Linked DNA regions of Triticum aestivum: region 2 is linked to region 1. A link is a contact called in public Hi-C data. All regions are on one chromosome and are shown on one strand. The core of a region is the stretch at or near the end of the contact, and the rest is flanking DNA. Distances in the headings are between cores, read along the strand shown.

Region 1 (5,548 bases), core at 2,091-4,590:
GTGAGCAAACAATTTATAGGAACAAGAATCAACTAGCATAGGAAGGCAAAACAAGCATAACTTCAAGATTTTCAACACATAGAGAGGAAACTTGGTATTATTGGAATACGTAAAAGCATATGTTCCTCTCTCATAGTAATTTTTAGTAGCATCATGAATGAATTCAACAATATAAATATCACATAAAACACTCTTTTCATGATGCATAAGAATATAATTTTTATTACTCTCCACATAAGCAAATTTCTTCTCATGAATAGTAGTGGGAGCAAACTCAACAAAATAACTATCACGTGAGGCATAGTCCAGTTGAAAATTAAAATCAAGATGAAAAGTTTAATGGTTATCATTATTCTTTATAGCATACATGTCATCACAATAATCATCATAGATAGCAACTTTGTTCTCATAATCAATTGGAACCTCTTCTGAAATAGTAAATTCATCACTAAATAAAGTCACGACCTCTCCAAATCCACTTTTATAATTATCACAATAAGATTCAACACCCTCCAAAATAGTGGGATCATTACTTCCTAGAGTTTACACTCTTCCAAACCCACTTTCATCAATATAATCATCATTCATAGGAGGCATGCTTTCATCAAAATAAATTTGCTCATCAAAATTTGGGGGACAAAAAAATCATATTCATCAAACATAGCATCCCCAAGCTTGTAGCTTTGCATATCATTAGCATCATGGATATTCAAAGAATTCATACTAACAATATTGCAATCATGCTCATAATTCAAAGATTTAGTGCCCAACATTTTATTGAGTTCTTCTTCTAGCACTTGAGCACAATTTTCCTTTCCATCATTTTCACGAAAGACATTAAAAAGATGAAGCATATGAGGCAACCTCAATTCCTTTTTTTGTAGTTTTTCTTTTATGAACTAAACTAGTGATAAAACAAGAAACTAACAGATTCAATTGCAAGATCTAAAGATATACCTTCAAGCACTCACCTCCCCGGCAACGACGCCAAAAAAGAGCTTCTTTGACGGGATGTGAATGCTGCTTACGTAGCCTCCCTGGCAACAGCGCCAGAAAAGAGCTTGATGACTACTATGCAACCTTCTTCTTATAGACTCATGTTGGGCCTCCAAGCGCCGAGTTTTGTAGGACAGTAGCAAATTTCTCTCAAGCGGATGACCTAAGGTTTATCAATCCGTGGGAGGCGTAGGATAAAGATGGTCTCTCTAAAACAACCCTGCAACCAAATAACAAAAAGTCTCTTGTGTCTCCAACACACCCAATACGATGGTAAATCGTATAGGTGCACTAGTTCGGCAAAGAGATGGTGATACAAATGCAATATGGATAGTAGATATGGTTTTTTGTAATCTGAAAATATAAAAGCAACAAGGTAGCAAGTAACAAAAGTGAGCGAAAATGATATTGCAATGCTTCGAAACAAGGCCTAGGGTTCATACTTTCACTAGTGCAAGTTCTCTCAACAATGATAACATGATCATGTAACAATCCCTCAACAAAGTCACTAATAAGGGAGAACAAACGAAGAGATTATTGTAGGGTACGAAACCACCTCAAAGTTATTCTTTTTGATCGATCTATTGAGCTATTCTTGTATGTGTCACAAATAACCCTAGAGTTCGTACTAAAATAACACCTTCAGACACACATCAACCAAAATCCTAATGTCACCTAGATACTCCAATGTCACCACAAGTATCCGCGAGTTTGATTATACGATACACATCACACAATCTCAGATTCATCTATTCAAACCAACACAAAGAACTTCAAAGAGCGCCCCAAAGTTTCTACCGGAGAGTCAAGACGAAAACGTGTGTCAACCCCTATGCATAAGTTCATAAGGTCATAGAACCTGCAAGTTGATCACCAAAATATACATCAAGTGGATCACATGAATATCCCATTGTTACCACAGATAAGCACATGCGAGACATACATCAAGTGTTCTCAAATTCTTAAAGACTCATTCCGATAAGATAACTTCAAAGAAAAAACTCAATCCATTACAAGAAGGTAGAGGGGGAGAAACATCATAAGATCCAATTATAATAACAAAGCTCGCGATACATCAAGATCATGCCAAATCAAGAACACGAGAGAGAGAGAGAGAGAAAGAGAGAGAGAGAGAGAGAGAGAGAGAGATCAAACACATAGCTACTGGTACATACCCTCAGCCCCGAGGATGAACTACTCCCTCCTCATCATGGAGAGTGTCGGGATGATGAAGATGGCCACCGGTGATGGTTTCCTCCCTTCGGCAGGGTGCCGGAACAGACTTCCGATTGGTTTTCGTGGCTACAGAGGCTTGCGGCGGCGGAACTCCCAATCTAGGTTTATTTGTGGGGGTTTATATATTTATAATAATTTTTGGCGTCGGGATAAGTCAGGGGTGTCCACGAGGAGCCTACAAGACCGAAGAGTGCGCCCTGGGGGGGGGGCACGCCCTCCACCTTGTGGATGACTCGGGACTCTTCTGGCCCAACTCTTTTACTTCGGGGGCTTCTTCTGGTCCATAAAAAATCACCGTAAATTTCCAGGTCAATTGGACTCCGTTTGATATTCCTTTCCTGTAAAACTCAAAAACAAGGAAAAACAGAAAACTAACACTAGGCTCTAGGTTAATAGGTTAGCCCGCAAAATAATATAAAATATCATATGAATGCATATAAAATATTCAAGATGGATAATATAATAGCATGAAACAATCAAAAATTATAAATATATTGGAAGCGTATCACTCGCTCCAGTATTAGTAATCGTCGCTAGATGGTTCACAGAACTAGATGCATTTTTTTTTACTTCTGGTGTTCTTTATACTAACCTATAATACTATGATTTTTTTTAGGAATGGGGCTGCGTTATGAAAGTACTCCCTCCGTTCCAAAATAAATGACCCAACTTTGTACTAACTTTAGTATAAAGTTGGGTCATCTATTTTAGAATGGAGGGAGTAGTATTATACACTAATCCTTTCATCTCATAATATAAGATGTTTTTTGACACTACACTAATATCAGAAAATATTTTACATTATGGAACGGAGGGAGCACTTTTTGAGGAATAATAAGAGCACAGCGGTGACAATGGTGGCAACGCCGCACGGCTCGCTCGGATTTGGTCAAATAGTGCTTGGGCCGAAACCCTAGCTCCCTCCTCCTCCACCTCACTCAAGTCAGAGTCACTGGGACTTCAAAGTCCCCATAGGCTGGAAGAAGCCCTGTGTTCAAGGCCCACATAGAGTCCAACTGATTCCTGTCAACCCAGATCCTTTCAGCATGGTCCCACATGTCATAGATACTGCTGCCCGGAACCCTAACGCCTCCACGCTATATAAACGATCTCTCGTCTTCTTCGTCGCCTCTCCGCCGCCACCCGAAACCCCGACCCGCGCCGCCTCGCCGCCGCGCTACCAGCAGCCAAGCACACCGCCGCGCTCACAGCAACCAAGCACACCGCCGCAGCCACCATGGCAGCCGTTCTCACCCGCCCGACGCCGGGCACCGTCCAGTGCTTCGGCCGGAAGAAGACCGCCGTCGCCGTGGCCTACTGCAAGCCCGGGCGCGGCCTCATCAAGGTCAACGGCGCGCCGATCGAGCTCATCCGCCCTGAGATGCTCCGTCTGAAGGCCTTCGAGCCGATCCTGCTTGCCGGCAGGTCCCGCTTCAAGGACATCGACATGCGCATCCGCGTTCGCGGCGGCGGGAAGACGAGCCAGATCTACTCCATCCGCCAGGCCATCGCCAAGTCGCTCGTCGCCTACTACCAGAAGTACGTCGACGAGGCGGCCAAGAAGGAGGTGAAGGAGATCTTCGGCCGCTACGACCGGACGCTCCTCGTCGCCGACCCGCGCCGCTGCGAGCCCAAGAAGTTCGGCGGTCGTGGCGCCCGCGCGCGTTTCCAGAAGTCTTACCGTTGATCTCTGCGAGAAGTCCTCTTGGGTATGGCGACGGTGGCGTACTGCTTGTCTACTTATCTATCTACCTTTTGCGGCTAGTAGTTTCCCATCTTTTTGTCAACGAAATGGATTGTGAGGTGCCCGTGCAATATCATTTTGCTTCATGCCTAGTTAAAGGGATTATGTTATGTTTATCATTATGTTAATGATGAGACTGGACGTTCGGATAAACTTTTCTTAATTGCTTGGACCTGTTTGCGCGTGAATTTTAGTTGATCTGATAGTACAAGCTTTGCACATAACAAGAGTTGCGATATGCCGATCATTTTGTGGACTAGTGTTTGGTTTTATATTGGAAAATTTGGCTGCTAGTGCAGTTTGGAGGTATATAAATCAAACATGCCCCTAGGCTGCTAGTAGCTTTGTAGATTCATGCTTCTGTTGCTGTGATCTTACAGTTTCTTATAGTTTTGGTTCCGCTATTTATCTGTATCCACTGCCAAGATTAGTGATCTCTGCGCTAGAAATCATACTCCCTCCGTCCGGAAAAGCTTGTTCCAAGCTTGTCCCTCGAATGGATGTTGTCATCATTGATGCTAATATGATGTATATCTTTCCCAGTTATGGCGATTTAGCGATTCATGACCCAGTTTATGGGCCTTGCGCTTTGGCCTTTTGGTGCTTTAAAGCATTTTCTACCTAGAGTAGCAGAGGGTCAGCATTTCCTCACGTCTCTTGGGCAGCTTTGCTTTTATGGTGCATCCGATTTTAGCCGTCTTAGGGTTCAACCTGTAACCATGCGATGTTTATAATGTCCATTCTGATACAGTAGTTGATTGTTCATCTGTGGAGAGAAACCAATCCTAACAATCCCATTTGTTGCCATACCTCTTAGGCCTCATTTCATTTAGAGCCCTTTGGTTTGTAGGAATATATAATTCTATTCATAGACAGGAATTATTTCACAGGAAAATAAGAATTAGCCTAGACTCATGGAAAATATTATTTCCTATTCCTAATCATAGGATTCGAGATACATGTTATCTCATTTCCTGCAATGACATCTAATTCCCTGCAGTTTTCTATTCCTGTGATATACCTATCCTATGAACCTGATATTACAGTGGACTCACATTTCTATGCGCTGGCTATTGTTAGACCCTTGTAGCTGTTACTTGTCTGTAGAGCGTTTAGATCACTGAAGAGCTGACCAGCATTTCCTTCTTTGTCAGCTCTTTTATAACCTATTTCATCTGTAGATTACGTGTTGTTTATGATGCCAGTCTGACGCTAGTTTTGCAAACGAATTGTTTGAAATGTTTTCTGGCATCGCCTTTACTTCTCTCAACGGTTTGCCATTCCATGGTCGTTGGACATTGACAAAGCAGAAACAGTCTGCCTATGTTTTGCAAAAATTGTATGGGTCAGATCAGGCTTTGGCGTGAAATTTAGCGTGTGTTTGTTTGAATGACCTGTTCCTTGAGCATGACATGTTGCAAGTTACTCTTTACTCGTACATGCTATTTCTGCCTAGCTACATATTTCGTTGATCCTGAGACGGGGACTGCATATTACCATGATGCACTATTTTGCACTCTTATTTTGAAAGGTAAGGTAGACTAGCTTGTTTCTTGAACTGCACTTGCCAGC
Region 2 (5,548 bases), core at 2,118-4,617, 130 kb after region 1:
TATCCGTGATCTTTGGTGAAGAGTAGATACTCCTCTTTGTTGTCTTCATGAGTTTCAATGTGAAAGCCATTTTTACGGATATCTCAATAACTGATCAGGGTACGTGATGAGTCGGGATACAACAAAGCATCCTCAATTGTCACTTGTGTACCACCTGGGAGGGTAAATATGGCACGTCCAGTGCCAACGATTACCGTATCGCGTCCAGCGATAGTTAGAATATCTCCATTCATCTTTTTCAGAGTTTGAAAATATTTCATCTCCCTCAGTATGGAGTTTGTGGTTGCACTATCCACAAGGCATAATTCCTCTTCCATCGGATTGTCACCGTAGAGAACTATATATAAAACAAAGAACTTTCAATAAGAAAATCTCATGTAAATACATAGAATACAATCTTATTTATATCAAATATGTTAGTACAATTACAATCTTATTATATCAAATGTGCTGATACAATATAAGGACAACAACAATACTTTATATTCTTATTACAACATCACAAATGGACATAGCTAAATAGATCACTATGGAGATTGTGGGACTAGTCAAAGTCTCCAAACACTTCGTTTGAGGTGTACTCAATCATCATGTTTTCCGTGTCAGCAAGGTCCTCTGGTTGATGGAACGCAATGGTGTTGCTCGGTCCAGGAGGAACGTCGTGCGAACTAGCGGCTCCATTGGTGCTGTCTGAATGAAGGTTGAAATTGGCTTCGAACCTCTTCCCTTGAGGTGCTTTGCGTCCCTGAGATTGCTGGTACAACATAACCAGATGCTTTGGGATCTTGCACTTGTCGGTGGGGTGCGTGTAGCATCCACACTTGTTGCAAAGCAGAGATTTATCATGCTTGGGCTTTGCAGTGCCTTTTCCCTTGTCTGAGTTCCTAGACCTCCTGTTCCTAATGCGCTTTCGCTTGTTCTGGACATTTGATTGATTGCCTCTAAAGGCACCATCAAACTTCTGTCTATTCGCGACATTCATATGAACTTCAGGTAAAGGTTGTGCCCCAACTGGGCGTTGAGAGCCATTCTTAGCGAGTAGCTCATCATGCTTTTCAGCCTGAAGTAACATATGAATAAGCTCGGAATAGACAGTATAGTTGCGAGCACGGTATTGCTGCTGGAGGATCCTGTCTGAAGGGAGCATAGTAGATAAAGTTTTCTCTATCTTCTCCGCGTCAGTAGGTTCCTTCCCGCAAAAGCGCAGTTTGGAACTTATCTTATGAACCTTGTGGTTGTACTCACCGATGGACTTGAAATCCTGAAGACGAAGGTGAGTCCAATCATGGAGTGCTTCTGGCAGGACAACTGCCTTCTGCTGTTCATATCTTGTTTTGAGGGCTAGAAACAGAGTACTGGGAGATTCCTCCTCTAAGTACTCAGACTTAAGATCTGGGTGAATATGATGCCTTATGATGTATAAAGTTGCATAGTTTTGTTGTTCTATCAGCGGCGTGGTTCCGGCCGGTAGAGGAGTCTCCGGGTCCTGGATTGCACGCGCTATCCCACGGGAAGCAAGACTGATCTTGACGTCCATGGCCCATGTAGGGTAGTTGTGGCCATTGAGGGCAAGCTCCTCAAATTCTTTTGCGGTCATCGTTTACCTACATGGATGAACCAGAGATAATTAATTTACTAGGGTAAATTAAAAACCATCATGGTTGTATTGTAATAATGGTGCAAAATTTGATACTCAAGTGAAGAACTTGAATAATGTAGACCTCAATTGATTGAACATAACACGTCCAAGATCGCATGGATCTCACAGTAATAGGCTACATAATCTGACAATGTCAGTAGATGCATTTGTTTCTATTACTGTGTGTATGTTATCAATTCAAATATAAGGAAATGCACATTCAAGGTAATCATTTGTCGAATTGGACAAAATATAGACCGTGATTCCAAATATAATGAGGGAGGCGTGTATCAAAAATTTGCAAGTTTGTTGTACGAGAGAAATTAATCTCAATCGTTGGAACATGTTCTAGAAAATTGGAATGTGGTAAACACATTGAACATGACATTTCTAGATAATGTTGGTCCTTTATTTACATTATCAAATACATTACATAATGTAAACAGCCTACAAATATTTACACAAGTCCTAAAATAGAGTAAATCTAAATACCAGACTAGAATGTAAATAACTACATGTACATAGGCTAAACAGTACTAAAACAGTGATAAATTACTGCTACAACTACTGTTAAAAGGATTAAACAGAAGAAAGATAGAGAAATTTCTGCAATTCAGCCCGTAGCCAGGGACTATCTGGGCACAGGCCCAAAGCCCACGTGGAGTGGGGGCGGTCGGCTGGCCTTTATACGGCTGGTGATTAGGGATCGAGGGATCCCAATCCTCCCGACCAACTCCTGTGCGCCGCCACCCCCACACACTCCATTGCTGCTTCTCACAAAGTGGTCGCCGACGTGCCTCCTTCTTCCTCGGACGAGGAGATGTAGACGACGCCGGCAGGGACGCCGTTCGGCAGATCGGAGGCAAGGCCGGAGTGGCTGCTTTCACGGCGGTCGATGGCGGTGATGGCGCGACTGAAGAGGCGGCGGCGTCCCTCCATGCTTGCGGAGTCCTGGAGGCGCGGTCGGGCGACCGCGCGCGGGGATGACGGTGCCTCGTCCAGCACGGAGGTGGAGGCGTGCGGGTGCTCGGTGGCGCTGCGACTCGGGCCGGCGTCCACGTCTTCAGGCTGCGCGACCGGCGTCGGGCCAGCGGCTTGGATCGTCCCTCCGGCGCCGTTCGGGAACGGCACAAAGACGAAGAAGCCGGGCTCGTCAGTCGGCGCTGGAGGCGGAGGCGGAATCCACGTTGGAGCCGCGAGCATGGGCCCGGGGATCTCTTCTCCTGCATGTGCGGGAGGCGCGCTGGGGCTGGCCACCGTTGGGGCGTGGTCACCGGGAGCAGCGGCGCGATGGCCGTGTCTGGGGGCGCGGAGGCCACGTCGAGGGCCGCGTATAGCGGCATGGTGGCCTTGTCCAGCGCCACGGCGTCCGAATCGGCGGCGACGGCGCCCGCCTACTCCATAATGGCCACGGGCTGTGAAACGGCGACGGCGGCCGTCCTCACGGATGAGGCGGAGGAAGAAAGAGATGAGTCCAGGCATCTCACCGTCGGCGAGGCCTTCCTGTGCTCTCGGCAGAGCGTGTTATCGAATGAAAAGATCAACTTGTATTGATTGATAGAAATAGTACAGCTTATATATGTTTGGAAGAGACGCATCGCACAAGACGCGATGGTTGGAACCGATGCAACGGTTAGAGGAGGGGAAAAGAGATGTGTCGGTTGCTACAAGACGCCTGCATGCCGCAGGACAAGGGGAGATTTCCCTCTAATTAATATGCGCTAACTAATCACAACACTGTCAGATGGCTGCTTCGGCGGCCTTCGCGGCGGTGGCGGTCGTGATGCTGGTGGCAGCGCACTTGGCCGCTGCGGCGGCGGCGGCTCCGGTGACGGCCCCAGCGTTCCTCTGGGCGCCGGAGAACTATGGGTATGATTACGTCCGCGTCTAGATGGATGTCTAGTGTCCGATTTGTCGTCTTCAGAATTGCCCTTGGTTCATACGATTAGGAGCCTGCAGTTTAGCATCTCTGTGAGGTGATCGGGTGATGTGGTTAGCTCAATTAGGACTTCAATGCCTTCATGCGAGTTCTTATTTACTAGGTAGGAAGTGCGGCTTGCCGCACCCGGCAGCACCGCTGCCAGCAAGTCATATCCAATTCGATCATCCAAGCATCGTAAATATAAAAAATAGCATGATATGGGTTCAATGCATTGTCATACACCAAATCATTATCTAATAGTGTCTGGCTCAACATTTTGTCTTGTCGTTTAATCAAAGCATTAGATATACCAAAAAAAGCAAGTACATTTAATCAATATAACAATTGATTTGAAAGTTCATGATAAAGAGGAATATATATTTGGTTCCAAATGTAAGTCAAGGCGATCGGTCCTCATAAAGTAGGTACAAATAGTTGGGTTATTAGATCGAAAAGCAAGCCCAAGCGATGACGTGAGATAGGAAGGTCACCTTGCACGCAGGGCAGTCCTGGCACATTTTCGATATTTGTTATTTCAAACAATATGATAGATTAAAGGCATTAATTTAACCAAGTATATCAAAGGTAATCAATTATTGATTCCTTTTGCATGTTATAACTAATTGACTTGATAGGAACACATATTTTAGAATCACAACTTAACCAAACATATGTGAGATCCAAACTAATGGTGATCTATTCTCTAAAGAAAACATTGAAGATCTGTTGATATTTGTAAGAAAACTAAGAAATAAAACAGATGCATCACAACTTTTTTCTTGTATCGCTGCTATATCCTCAAATTCAACTCTAAACAATTGAACATTCATGAATGGTCAACATTAGCAACAATAAAAAAATCGTGTCAATGCCACAATACACAACCTAAGAATAAACCATACAAAAGTGGGTAGGTTCATCTTGCTCCATACATAATCGCATGGCTTGAGCATCAACAACTTTCTCTCCATCTCCACCTTTGCAAGCTGAGTCTGCAGGTTGATTTCATTGTTGTAATGAACAATATTCAACATAGGAAATCGCTGCTGCATACCCAAGGGGGTGTTCCTGAAATAATAGATGAATGTTTTAACTAAATTCATTCAATAGGTAAGAGGGGGAGTTAGCATGGATAGATTTTTCCAGCCTCAAACTGAAAATCAGCCGATGGGAAACAATTGGCTCACTAACAGAACAATATACAGTAAGGGATATGTTTCAATAGATTTCAGCATGGATGGGGCAGAAGTTAATGTGGATGCCAAAGAAAAAGAAGTATGTATGCTACCTGACATGCAACAATGTAGACTCACCGGGAAAGGAATGTAGGACTCTATGGACCAACATTGTCTTTGTTGCAACGTACTCGTACCAATTTTTTAAATAGAAAAAAAGTCAGTGTAAAGCAGCCAGGAGAAAATCCTTTCAATTAACACCATGATCATCTTTAATAAGCACGGAAGACCAAGCAATTGTATAATCATACCTATCTACTTGAAGGACAAGTACTCTTTGCCCACAAGAGAAAAATACAGTCACAGGAAGATGAAGGAGAAATGTGAGAAACTAAAGGGGGGAAGAGAACTGTACATAATTGCATATAAGAATCCAGTAGTAGAAAATACATAGCACAGACGGAAATGCAAAGAACCCCACATTTTCCTGTTTTAGCTAAACCGGTAGTAGACAATATATAGCACAAACGGAAATGCAAAGCAGGCAGAGAGAGATTTGGTTGGTAATAGAAAGTAGATACTCCCAGCCAAACACAAAGTTCCATTACATGCATTGGGCAGAAAATGCAGCAGAAACTACCAAGAGCATCGAGATTTGGTATGACATAACAAAAGCAAGCCATAGTTATAGTTTGAGTTAATCTATAAGAACACTTAAACACGGCATAGAAGTGAACTACGACTATGATATACTCCCTCCCTCCGGAAATAAGTGTCTTGATTTAACCTATATATGAGCAAGAAGTCAATAAT

Evidence for each region. A called contact is a pair of places that touch in the nucleus more often than the background predicts.
Region 2: a contact with region 1 is called in a Hi-C map of leaf, with 2.9 times the contacts expected there. The contact joins the promoter of LOC123091642 here to the promoter of LOC123091641 in region 1. A contact is called at or near these places in 2 of 5 Hi-C or Micro-C datasets (both in leaf).

Annotation. Positions count from the first base shown.
Region 1 is chr4B:173,153,490-173,159,037 of IWGSC CS RefSeq v2.1, forward strand. It overlaps LOC123091641 (40S ribosomal protein S16), which reads left to right and starts at 3,341. Exons shown (of 1, transcript XM_044513208.1): 1 at 3,341-4,129. The coding sequence starts at 3,470. The coding sequence ends at 3,919. LOC123091640 reads right to left here. Exons shown (of 5, transcript XM_044513206.1): 5 at 5,301-5,548. The coding sequence ends at 5,518.
Region 2 is chr4B:173,282,548-173,288,095 of IWGSC CS RefSeq v2.1, forward strand. It overlaps LOC123091642, which reads left to right and starts at 3,368. Exons shown (of 9, transcript XM_044513209.1): 1 at 3,368-3,508. The coding sequence starts at 3,384. LOC123091643 (a long non-coding RNA gene) reads right to left here. Exons shown (of 5, transcript XR_006443386.1): 5 at 4,313-5,548.